Regions from separate parts of the Rattus norvegicus genome. Here region 2 is linked to region 1. A link is a contact called in public Hi-C data. All regions are on one chromosome and are shown on one strand. Each heading gives the region's core, a stretch centred on a gene start, on an enhancer-like site or on the middle of the called end of the contact. The rest is flanking DNA. Distances are from core to core; before and after follow the strand shown.

The links. A called contact is a pair of places that touch in the nucleus more often than the background predicts.
Region 2: a Hi-C map of kidney shows a contact between it and region 1, with 2.6 times the contacts expected there. The contact joins the promoter of Rybp here to the enhancer-like site in region 1. A contact is called at or near these places in 2 of 12 Hi-C or Micro-C datasets (kidney and liver).

Annotation. Positions count from the first base shown.
Region 1 is chr4:134,252,041-134,257,483 of GRCr8, forward strand. No RefSeq gene overlaps it. Among named protein-coding and RNA genes, the nearest start is that of Rybp, 230 kb to the right of the region's middle. Within about 2 kb of position 4,096, at least 33 of the 93 cell types and tissues checked have an H3K27ac peak or open chromatin away from gene starts, as enhancers often do. A contact at or near this core is called in kidney, where this site is marked.
Region 2 is chr4:134,480,517-134,486,134 of GRCr8, forward strand. It overlaps Rybp (RING1 and YY1 binding protein), which reads right to left and starts at 4,216. Exons shown (of 5, transcript NM_001399600.1): 1 at 4,104-4,216; 2 at 3,339-3,464. The coding sequence starts at 4,135.

The sequences.
Region 1 (5,443 bases), core at 2,846-5,345:
TGTTTGAAAATGCTGGGGAAGGGACTGTGGCCTGCCTGGACCCCCAGCTCCTGACTCGCTTTGGTGCTCACTGCCCTGCACCTGGTCTTCATCAGCCATGCCTCAAACAGGCTGCAACCTGCTCTGCCTGCATCCATCTGGAAACCTCTGCCCCTCTGGAGATGGCCCTGAACACAGAAGTATTGGCAAAACAAAGAGAAGCATTCTATCATGTCACCTCTTCATTAGGCCACTCTGGGGACACTCCATGGTAACCCTGTAGGACTGTGTCATAGGTGCCCTCCATAGGGTTTGGTCCATGCTTTCCTTGTTCTCTCTCTTTCCATGCCTATCGCCCTTCCCCACCACCCTGTCACCAGCTCCCTGAAGGATGTTCATAAAACAGCCTTCAAACCTTTGCCCCCGGGCTCCCTTCTAGGGAAAACTGTAAGAAAGCCTGGCCCTGGGTCTTAAGCACCTCCCGTCTCCCATGCCTCCTACTTACATCCTATGTATTGAATGAGTAAGTACCAGGGTCTTAGAATTCTAGTGCTGTGAAGCAAGAGTAAAGGCATGGAATGTTAAGGAAAAGGTTGCCATCCCAATTACAGTTTCCAGGAAGCTTAGTAATAAAGCCCTCTAATAGGGTGGTATCACCAGGATGCCGGGAGCTGGAAAATTGGCTTGTATATGGCAACTGGCCAACACCTAGGAATGTAGCAAGCTGGTTGGTAAGCTTGGAAGCTTGGATTTGGTCATAGTGGGAAGGTTTACACCCTTACAATAGCTGTGAGCTACCATGGGCATATTCTCATTTCACCTACAGGAGGCCAGTTTACCACCGCATTACTGCACACAACTCTCCAGATTACAAAGAACCTGGGCAACACGTAGGTACTTTACAACTGTGGGTTCTGAGTCAAGAAGCCTTGAGTCTAACTGTATTGTTGCTAGCTATATTTGGGATCTTCTCTGGAGTAAGGCCTCTCAGCTATTAGCGTGATCAATGTGAGGACTGCTGAGCTAGTGCCCTGTTGGCAGCTTAAAGCATGCCAGCTAGGAAGGTAAGCAGGAGATAGCTCAATCAATAAAGTTCCTGCCTTATGTGCACTAGGACCTGAGTTCAATCCCTGGAACCTACATTTTAAACAGTCTGCCATGGTGATACACTCTTACGTCCCATAGCTGCAGAAATAGATAACTATGGACAGATCCAGCCTAGCTGAATCAGTGAGTTCCAGGTTCACTGAAAGACCATGTATCAATAAACAAGGTGAGAGTGATACACACACACACACACACACACACACACACACACACACGCACACATGCACACACACATACACACACCACATGGGTAGGGATGGGGGCACAGAAAAGCCTAGATTATGGTGTGATCCCTGGATCACAGCCCTGGTGCCCACAAGACAGCAGCATCTACCCTGTGGTTTCTTTCCCTTTCCAGATGTCAGCTCAACCCTTTCCCCAAAGCAGTGGTTCTACGCTGCTCAGGAAAGATCTGATGTTCTCAGCTCAAGCTTGCTACGCAGAAGCCAAGCCTGCCCATCCTGTTGACTCTTCAAAGGGAGAAAGCCCTAGAATGTATCCCCGATGTCTTTTGGGAGTCAGTTAGTTAGTGGGTAGATACGTCTGGGCAGCTGAAATCACACAGCCCTAAGCACAGAAACCACCACACTCCTGAGGCAGCACAATAAAACAGAATCCGCGGGGCTGGGGATTTAGCTCAGTGGTAGAGCGCTTACCTAGGAAGCGCAAGGCCCTGGGTTAGGTCCCCAGCTCCGAAAAAAAGAACCAAAAAAAAAAAAAAAAAACAGAATCCGCCTGTCATATGTAGCACTAGGAAGGTATGGCCGACCCTGTCAATCACAAGCCTTGTCTCGGCACTCCCTTTCTATAGCTGATGGCTTCCCAGATCTAATCACCTCTGGCTCAGGACACAGGATACATATGTCTGGAGTAGCCTTTCTCAGCTGTGATTACCAGAATTAAGTGGCCCTGTTCCCAGCTTTCTTCTCTTGGATAAGGCTGCTCTGGGGTATGATCCACAGTATCTTCTGGAAGGCACCACTAAGACAGAGCCCACCTATCCCACAGGTACACTCACTCCTGCCGCTTTCCCTCCTCTTCAATGACCCATTTCCCAACCAAAGCTTACCTGCAGACATTTGTATTAGTCCCTTTCCAGTTGCTATAACAAAAGGCCCCAGGCTGGGAACTTACAAAATTAAAAAGATTTGGGCCAGGCATGGTGGTACAATGCCATTAATCCCAGCACTCAGGAGGCAGGGGCAGGCAGAACTCTGAGAGTTCAAGGCCAGCTTGGTTCACAAAGCAAGTTCCATGACAGCCAGGACTGTTGCATAGAGAAACTCTATCCCAGAGAAAGGATGGGGGAGGAAGAAGAAAAGGGGGATAGAACGGGGTAGGAGAAGGGAGAGGGAGAGAAAGAGAGAGACTGATTTTATATGACATAATTCTGGTGATTGGATAGCATCTCTACTTATGGTACTGACCTCCTAGCCAGAGTCCCTTTGATTGTTCCAAGCCTGGCAAGCAAGGAAAAGGAAGCAGTTCTACTGTAAATGGAACTAGGGACACAGGCAGAATCACTTTGCTGTATGATCACCTGCTCATGTGAGAACTTGCCTACTAATGAGACCAACATCAATCCCTGCCAAGGGTACCTGAGGACTCATGACAAGACCCCGCCTGAGAGACCTGGCATCCCAGCACACAAACCTCTGGGTGAGATACTCAGCCCATAGTAGACTATAGCAGCTTCCCACTTAAAGCCTTCCCATCCATGAACAACAGATGGCAATTGTTCAACACTTTGTATGCACCTTCCCCTGGGGAGTAGGCTTGTGCAGGGGCCAGGACACAGCCAGTATAGAGAAGGGAGGTGGGCTGAGCGGAGAGTGGCAAATGGGGCAGGGATTTGGGGTAAGGAGCTATCCATCTTCAGCTCCCCCTCTATCTCCATGGGTTCAGCATGCAGCCCATACATCACGCTTGTAAACGTTTACTGCAGGTGTTTCACCAGGACCCAGAGTTATGGGCTTGCTGGAGAAGCCCTCGGGAAAACAGAAAAGGCATTTACTGTGGAGTTTCCAGGCTGGATTTTCCATTAGTAATTGTGAAAGACAGCTTTCATTAAGTGTTTACTCTTTGTCAGGTACTGTGACACCAGGAGACAGCCTCATTCGGCTGCCACAGCGAGGGTGTGTAGTAGGTACTGTTCCATTTCATCCATGGTTGAAGAAACTGGGTCTCAAAGAGGTTAGATCACTTGTGTAAGGACCACCAGCTCAGTAGGAGATACATTAAGCCACCTACTCATGACTGTGTACCAAGCCTCTATCTTATAAAGGTCAATGGACCAAAGCCTCTTGCCTCACATGCCCATGGACCATAGCATCCAAGCCATGGGCATTCCTCTGTTTCTGGAGAAATACTGATGATCCCTTGCGAATGTTGAAGAATTCCCCATCTGTGCTCTACCCTTCTGCCTTGGTGAGCTCGTGCTGTTCATCAGAGAGAAGGGGCAAGACGCCACAGTGACAGAGAAGAAAAAGAAAGCCACCACCATATCAGTGCCCTGTGCTAGTCCCCTGGGCCTGGAGAATACTTCCCTGTGCCTTAAATTTCTATGGAAAAAACCCTCAAAGGTGCAGACATCAATCTAAGTGCTAGCTATAGAATCCACAGTGGCCAATGACTCTGTCACACTGGGGACATTTTGTTCAGGCTGGTGTGAACCAGCACTTCCCTCCAAGAAAGTGCCACTCAGCATGGTATCTTTGAATGAAAGAGAATCTCATTCTTCCCTTTGATTTCCACCAAAGCAATGGGAAACGCTGTCTCCCCAGGCAAAGAGGTGATGGTTCAGCTTTCTCTGGCTTCCTTGGGTACATTTGCCAATCTCGAATCCTAATATTGAGCCGCAGCATGCATCTGCCTGGCACCGGATCCCTGATGAGCTTTGAAGCAGCCTACTGGGAAAGAGGCCAGCTGCCAGGCCCGCAGCATGCACACTCCACCGAGGACAGTGCTTGGCAGGGGCCCCAGTGTCTGAGAGACAAGGGTCACTGTGGCTGGGCTTCAACAAGCTGGCTTGGATTACTTGGTGATTGGCTCTGTGCTCTTGGAGCCTGGTCAGGTCAACCTGACCCCAGAGGCCTATGAAATAACATGAGCAGTTGGCCGGCCACTCCTGATCAGGGCCAGGAAGCCAGAGTCTCAGTTGCTAAAAGCTTTAGCTGACTTGTTCTGGAACCCATTCGTGAAGCCTACAAATGGCTATGGGCTCCTGAGGGAACTCTTTGCCCTGCCAGGAGGGAAGATGGAGGAAGGGTGGTGGAAATGTGGGGTCAGGAGGTCAGAGGAGGGACAGGGGATAAGAGGAGGGGCTGCCCCTTCTAGGTTGGATTTCTCAGGCTTCAAGGTCAGTTGTGGCTGGAAATGGCCAAGGAAAAAAATAGGAGAGTGGAGTTCTAGAAGTCAGTCAGTCAGTCAGTCTGTCTTTTTCTCTTGACTGATCAAATATTTCAGGAGGGGCTGAGGAGGTGGCCCAATTGGTAAAGCACTTGTCAGTTTGTGTGAGGGCCTGAGTTGGATCCCCATAGCCCGCATATAAGGAGGTGGGCGTGGAAGCATGGGGCTGGGAGGTGAAAACAGGCAGATGCTTGGGCTGGTCGGCTATAGCAATCAATAGGCCACTAGCCTACTTAGTGGTCTCCAGATCAATGGAAGCCCTGTCTCAGAGGAAAAGGGAACAGCACCTGTGGAACGACAGCTGAGCCTCCATACCCACACACCTGTAAAACGTGAACACACACACACACACACACACACACACACACACACACACACACTTTAACAGAGTCTACCACTGAGGTGACTGAGTGAGGACCAATCGTGCATATGTAAGATCAGACTCTGACCTTATTTCAACTTCTTTAAAATTTCCTTTTGGAGAAGTTTTGCGTTTGTGTTGATTTTATTGTGGATGTGTTTGGTTCCACATATGTCACTGCACACTTATGGAGGTCAGAGGATAGCTTGTGGAAGCCAGTTCTCCCTTCAACCATATGGGTCTCAGGGGTAGAACTGAGGTCATCAGGATTGGAGGGAGGCACCTTTCCTTCCTGAACCATCTTGTAAAGGGAGGGAGGGAGGGAGGGAGGGAGGGAGGGATGGAGGAAGGGATGGAGGAAGGGAGGGGGGGAGAGAGAGGGAGAGATTGATTAAGGATTGCTTTGACATAACATTAAACTTGATGACTGACATTTTAGCCACTGTTTCGTAGTACTGGGAATGGACCCAGGGCCTGTGCCTGTTAGGCAGATGCTCTACCACTGAGCAATATTTATTAGTTAGGGTGTCTATTGCTGTAATAAAATACTGTGACCAAGGCAACTTCTAGAAGGAAAGGTTTATAATT
Region 2 (5,618 bases), core at 2,966-5,465, 230 kb after region 1:
TCAATTACAGGCAATTCAAGACCCCATCTCAAAAAAAAAAAAAAAAAAAAAAAGACACAACATATATGTAGTAATTACCTCTAAAATACAGACCTTAGCCCAGCAGGATCATTCATAAATAATGAACAAATGTATAAAGATATCTTTTGCCCTCAGACAATCCCACTAGATAAATGTCTATTCCTATTCCCTTGGGATTTCTGACTGTCCTTTTCGCTCTGCTTCATGTTATTCCAAAGTCCCTTTTCTAGAATAATTCACAGTTCTAACTGTAGATTTAAAATTACTACTGCACATCCTAATAGAAGTAAAAAGCTAGCAGCTGATTGTCTAGAAATCAGTTTTTCTTTCCCTAAGGGAAAGGGGCCGAGGGTTCCTTTTAATTGATTTCCAAGCCAGACTATTCTAACTTCATGTTATACAACACACACACACACACACACACACACACACACACACACACACACCCTTCTCAGCAGCATCTTTCATATCCTAGGAATTTTACAGACACTCTTTAGATGATGGGCAGTATTTTCCCACTTAAATTGAGGAACATCAACGCCACCCACAAAGGGCAAATAGCTGTGTCCTAGGTGACTATTACTAACTTAAAGCTGTTTTCCTGGATTGACTGACTGGTGCCAGCAGCAATAAAGGCAAAAGTAACCAACAACTCCACAGTAACTACTGGCCAGCCAACCAGGTAAGACTGTTTAAACACTAGCTTGGAGCAACAAAACTATGTGTGTCAGTCAGCAAACACACTACTTCAAAATTGCCAATTTTCATCTATTACCCACCATCCAACCCTAACCATCAGGCTGGCTTTAAGTTCTTATAGACCAAACTTTAATGGCCACTGCTGCAAAAACAAACCAAAAACCAAACTAAGCTTCCCACAAGCACAAGTGCAGCTTGGTCTTCATGTAGTCCCTTAACAATTTGGAGTGGGGGCTGTCTCTGCTGCCTGCCGTGGACCTCCTTCCCTACCTGGACTGCCTGGTTGGACTTAAATGAAGGGGGTGTTTAGTCCTAACTAGATGGGGGGCGGCGTTCCAGTGAGGAGGACTTCCCTGTCTCTGAGAAGAGGAGGGGTTAACAAGGAAATGAATTTGTAAGGACAAGACTGGAAGGAGGGCTGAGACTGGGACATAATGTGAACAAAATTATGGATAGAAAAAAAATAACATTTTTAAAAACTCAAATGTAAATTTACTTTAAAAGGTTCAAGAGAAAATACTGTACTGGCCAACCTCCCAGAAAAATTAAGTGAAGCAATGCACTGGCTAGGACAGCATAGACACTGGTCATGTTCACTTCTTCATATGAAACCCACAAGTTACACAGAACTCAAAATGTCACTTGCATTCCACTTAGTGACGACTTAAAACACTTAAGTATTGATAACAAACAAATCCAAGCAAGATTGTTTTAAAAAGAGTATCATGAACTGGTGAAGGTTTCCCACCTGCATACTGCGCTCAAAGCCTACTCACTCATCTGTATGAAAAATCCCTAAAAGACGGTACTTCATTTTCGGAATGGACAAACTCAAATATCCTAGCATGCCAATCCAGTTAAAATTTCATTGCTGTCTGTCATCTGTGTGTGTCTCTGAAAACATTAAACAAAATCTTTAATCAATACCTTTCACATGCTTCCAAAAAGTTGGTGAATCAGACTTTTCAATAAAAGTAAAAGTTGAAAAGCATTTCAATGTGATATAATTATTACCAGCAACACATAAGACACAAACTTTTGAATCTGGCTGTAGTTTCTCTTCACCAGCAAAGTTCTCAAGTTCTTACTAGTTTCCTGGTCATTTCCTCGAACATCAACTACACTAACACTCAAGGCAAAACCACAATAAAGAGCTTTGGCCTCAGCGGGATTCTACATGTAAAAAACATTACTCATAAATAATATAGTCACTATTGATTTAAAGTAACAAATACATTTCTAAACTTTCATGCTGTGTGATGGAATCTCCGATTTTAGACAGCAGAACAAATCCTAAGAAATGGGTTTTCCACTTAACTAAATCTAGTATGATACAAAAAACTAATGTGAATTTACTTATATATATAAAAAAAAAATCCTACTAGCTGGGTGCAGTGAGGCTGAGTAACAGGATTGTGGTTCCAGATTAGCTCTAAATATAGTGAGATGCCATTTTAGTAGAAAAACAAAACTACTTACAGGGAAATAAACTTCAGTTCTTGAGTTTTGATTCAAAGGTCTCATTTCTTAATAGTGAAATTCACAAAATTCCCCAGTAACTGGAGCAATTCATTCCAATTAAGACTTACAGCTGAAGCCTCCTTAATCCCAGATGTAAGTAAAGCAACTAGACCCTGACAAGGCACCTCGCTCAGAACATCCAGGTGGAACTAGTCACAATGGTATGCTGCCAATTCAAAAGCAAGCACCTGCTGTAATGAAACATTTAGCCTTCAACCTGGACGCCTGATGAGTCCTAAGCTAACTCTCACTTTCTTATGTGCTCTAAATACAGTCCCTTTAAATGGGAGCAAGAACGCCATAACCTAACTCTTCGAAACAGAAATTCTAAATCAAAGTTTAAAACAGCTGCAGGACTATAGAACTAGTTTTAATGTTACTCTACAAATAGTTCGAACTCATTTGCTACCACATGCAGCTAACCACTCTCATCTTAATATAAACGAATCCCTTTCAATGTTTTAACACAAAGCCATTAACACTAACTTAAGTCTATTCACCTCAACATCTCACACCATTCTACATAAGCTACTAACAAAAGACACATCAGCAGGCCCCTTGCCCCACAAATACACTTTTTCCAACCCTCCAGGATGTATCTTCAAGTGCAAAAAAGAGATATTTCCAACCCAAGACAGACAAAAGGCACGACCCAGTCTTATTGTACCACCATACCACCATTAAACTCAGGAAAAAACTAATTCTGGACAAATTAAAACTACTCTGCACACAACAAATACCAAAATGTCCAATGTCCTATGATCCATCACTATTCCCTTCCTCTCTCTCCCCGGTGGGAGCCAATAGCAACAAGCCAAAGGATGCAAATGTCAAATAAATCCAATGTCTGAAACAAGAGGAAAACCTGGGGAAAATCCCTCCCATAAATCCTTTATTTTAGCACGAGGCACTGAACGCAACTTGAAATGGCACGCAACCCCAACCACATCGCCCATCCCCAAATGCTAAGGGTCGTAATCAACAAGTTGGCAAGAGGGCGATCAATAATAATGAAAGTACGACTCACTCCCCTCTCCGCACAATAAATAAAGCCAAAACAAGTATTTCAACAAAAGCTAGCACAGGTCTTCCAGTACCTGGTGGAGGTGCCTTTCCGCACATCGCAGATGCTGCATTTAAAGGCTTCGGCGCTGTTCCTAAAGGTGCAGACGCTACAATCCCAAAAGCCTTCGTCTGCAGCCGGTTTCGCTTGTCTTTTTGGCCTTCCGAGGAGTGGAGAACCGAGGAGAGAATAGAGAAGAGAAAACAAACGCTGGTAAGCCGTCGTCAATTCACAGGAATCCGACGCTGGAAACTTCTCGCAGCGACCACCCATCCACCCCACTGGCGGGCACTGGGGCGAGAGGCCGACCGGCAACGCGGAGCCGGGCGCCCCCTCCGGCCCCGGGCACCGAGCGCCTGACGGCGGCGACGGCTCACGCGGGGCCGCGCCGAGCGCAGGAAGCGGGCCGACTCGTGGGCGCGAGCGCGGGGCGGCGGGGGCGCGGCGCGGGCCGCGGGCCGGATCCCGAAGGCGGCGAGCAGCCGGGACGGCCGGGCGGCGGCGCGGAGGGGGCCGGCGCCGCGCGCTGCCCGCCCCTGCTCGCGCCCTCCCGCCCGCCCCACCTGGTTAAATCTCCCTTTGTCTGGGCGGAGCGGCGACGGCGGAGGGCGGCTGAGGAGGAGCCGCCATGGCTGCGGCGCGCACGGCCGCCGGCCCGAGCGGAGCGACACCGCCTCCCTCCGCCCCCGGGTCTCCATCTTAGCGCGCCTCCCCCGCGCGGCCGCTCCGGCCTAGTCGCCGGTGTCCCCGCCCGCCGCGGCCGCCCTCCCCTTCCGCCCCTTCGGCGCCCGGCAGGTACCTGGTCGGGCTCTTCTTGTCGCCCATGGTCATGGACGGGCTGGCCCCCGGCGCCCCACAGCTGCGCGCGCCTCCGCTCAGAGGAGAAGCGCGGTCCGCAGCGTCGCGGAGCGGCCCCCGCCCTCCCGCGCCGCCCGCCCGCCCTCCGCCGCTGGGCTCGAGCTCCAGCCGCCGCCGCCGCCGCCGCCGCCGCTGCCGCCGCCGCCAGTCTCCGGACGAGACTAGTCCCCGCCAGCGCCGCCTCCGCCGAGTGACTGACGAGGGGCGGGGCCGGGCGCCGCGCGTCATACACCGGGCAACCAATAAGAGGACGACGACCGGCGCCGCGGGGGCGTGGCGTAGCGCGCGGGAGGGCGTGGCGCCGCGGGGGGGCGGGGCGGCCGGCGTGCGTGCCCGGGAGTGTGTGTGCGCGCGGGGGGCGCGCGTGCCTGCCGGTGGCCCCCGCGGCCCCGGCGCGTCTGAGCGTGCGAGCCCGGCAGGGAGCACGTGGCCGTGCCCGCGGGCCCCCGTGGCTCTGTGGCGGCCCCCACTCGCTGCGGAGCCCTGTGCGGCCGACGCTGGGACTCTGGCCCCGCAGCGGCTCCGCTGAAGTAGTTCCGCGCAGTTTGCGCGCGCCGCGGGGGGCTGCGCCTCGAGGCCCGCGTCTCCCGCACTGCCGCTTCTGCCACGAGGGGCTTTGTGGCTGTCTTCCCCAAGCGGCCCTCTCGGGCGGCAGCCAGACCTGCACCCTCCTGAGCCGGGGCGCCGGAGGGAACTCTGGAGAGGGTGTGGCGCAGCCTCGGGCCCCCGCAGCCGAAATAGGGCGTTTCCCCGGGGAAGTTGCTGTTCAGATCCAAGCGACCACATGCCCGCTTTCCAACCTCGTGTCGCGGTTCCTGCCTCTGCGAAATGAGGCTCCTAACGCTCCTCCCAGGAAGGGCACGGTGGATGAAAAGCACTCTAACCTGTACCCCGCACTTAGGAAGTACCAGGGCCCGACTCCGTTCCCTCCGGCGTCTGAGATTGGGAGAAAATTGGTACCCCTCACTTTCTGCCTTGCTCCAAGCATGCTCTTGCTACAGGGTTTTGTGACTCAGGACCCTCTACCCCCAGGCACTACAAGGAACCAAGTGGGGGAATGTCTTACGATTAAAGGAAGCCCCAGGTCGGGAGCGGAGGGGCGAGAAACAGGACCAATAGGTGATGCTAAAAGGTGGGGGCAGAGATGGGGTGTGGGGGACCGATAAGAGCAAGAGCTCTGGTTGACTTGCAAACTCAAAGTAGGTAGTTATCAGGACTGGCTCTAGGGAGAGGAGCAAAGCGGGAGACCCACTGAAGTTCCAGGAGAGCCAGAAAGCAGGAAGTCCTGGGATCTGAAGGGAGAGAATAACAGAGGGAGGCTCTGTGACTAAGATAAACTTGATCAGCACTAGATGTCCTCCAGGCAGGCACACCCAGGAGGGCCAGCTACAGTGTTCAGCAAGGGTCAGCAACCTCTGAGACCTGGGCCACTTACTTCTTAGGAGTGAAGGAGGAA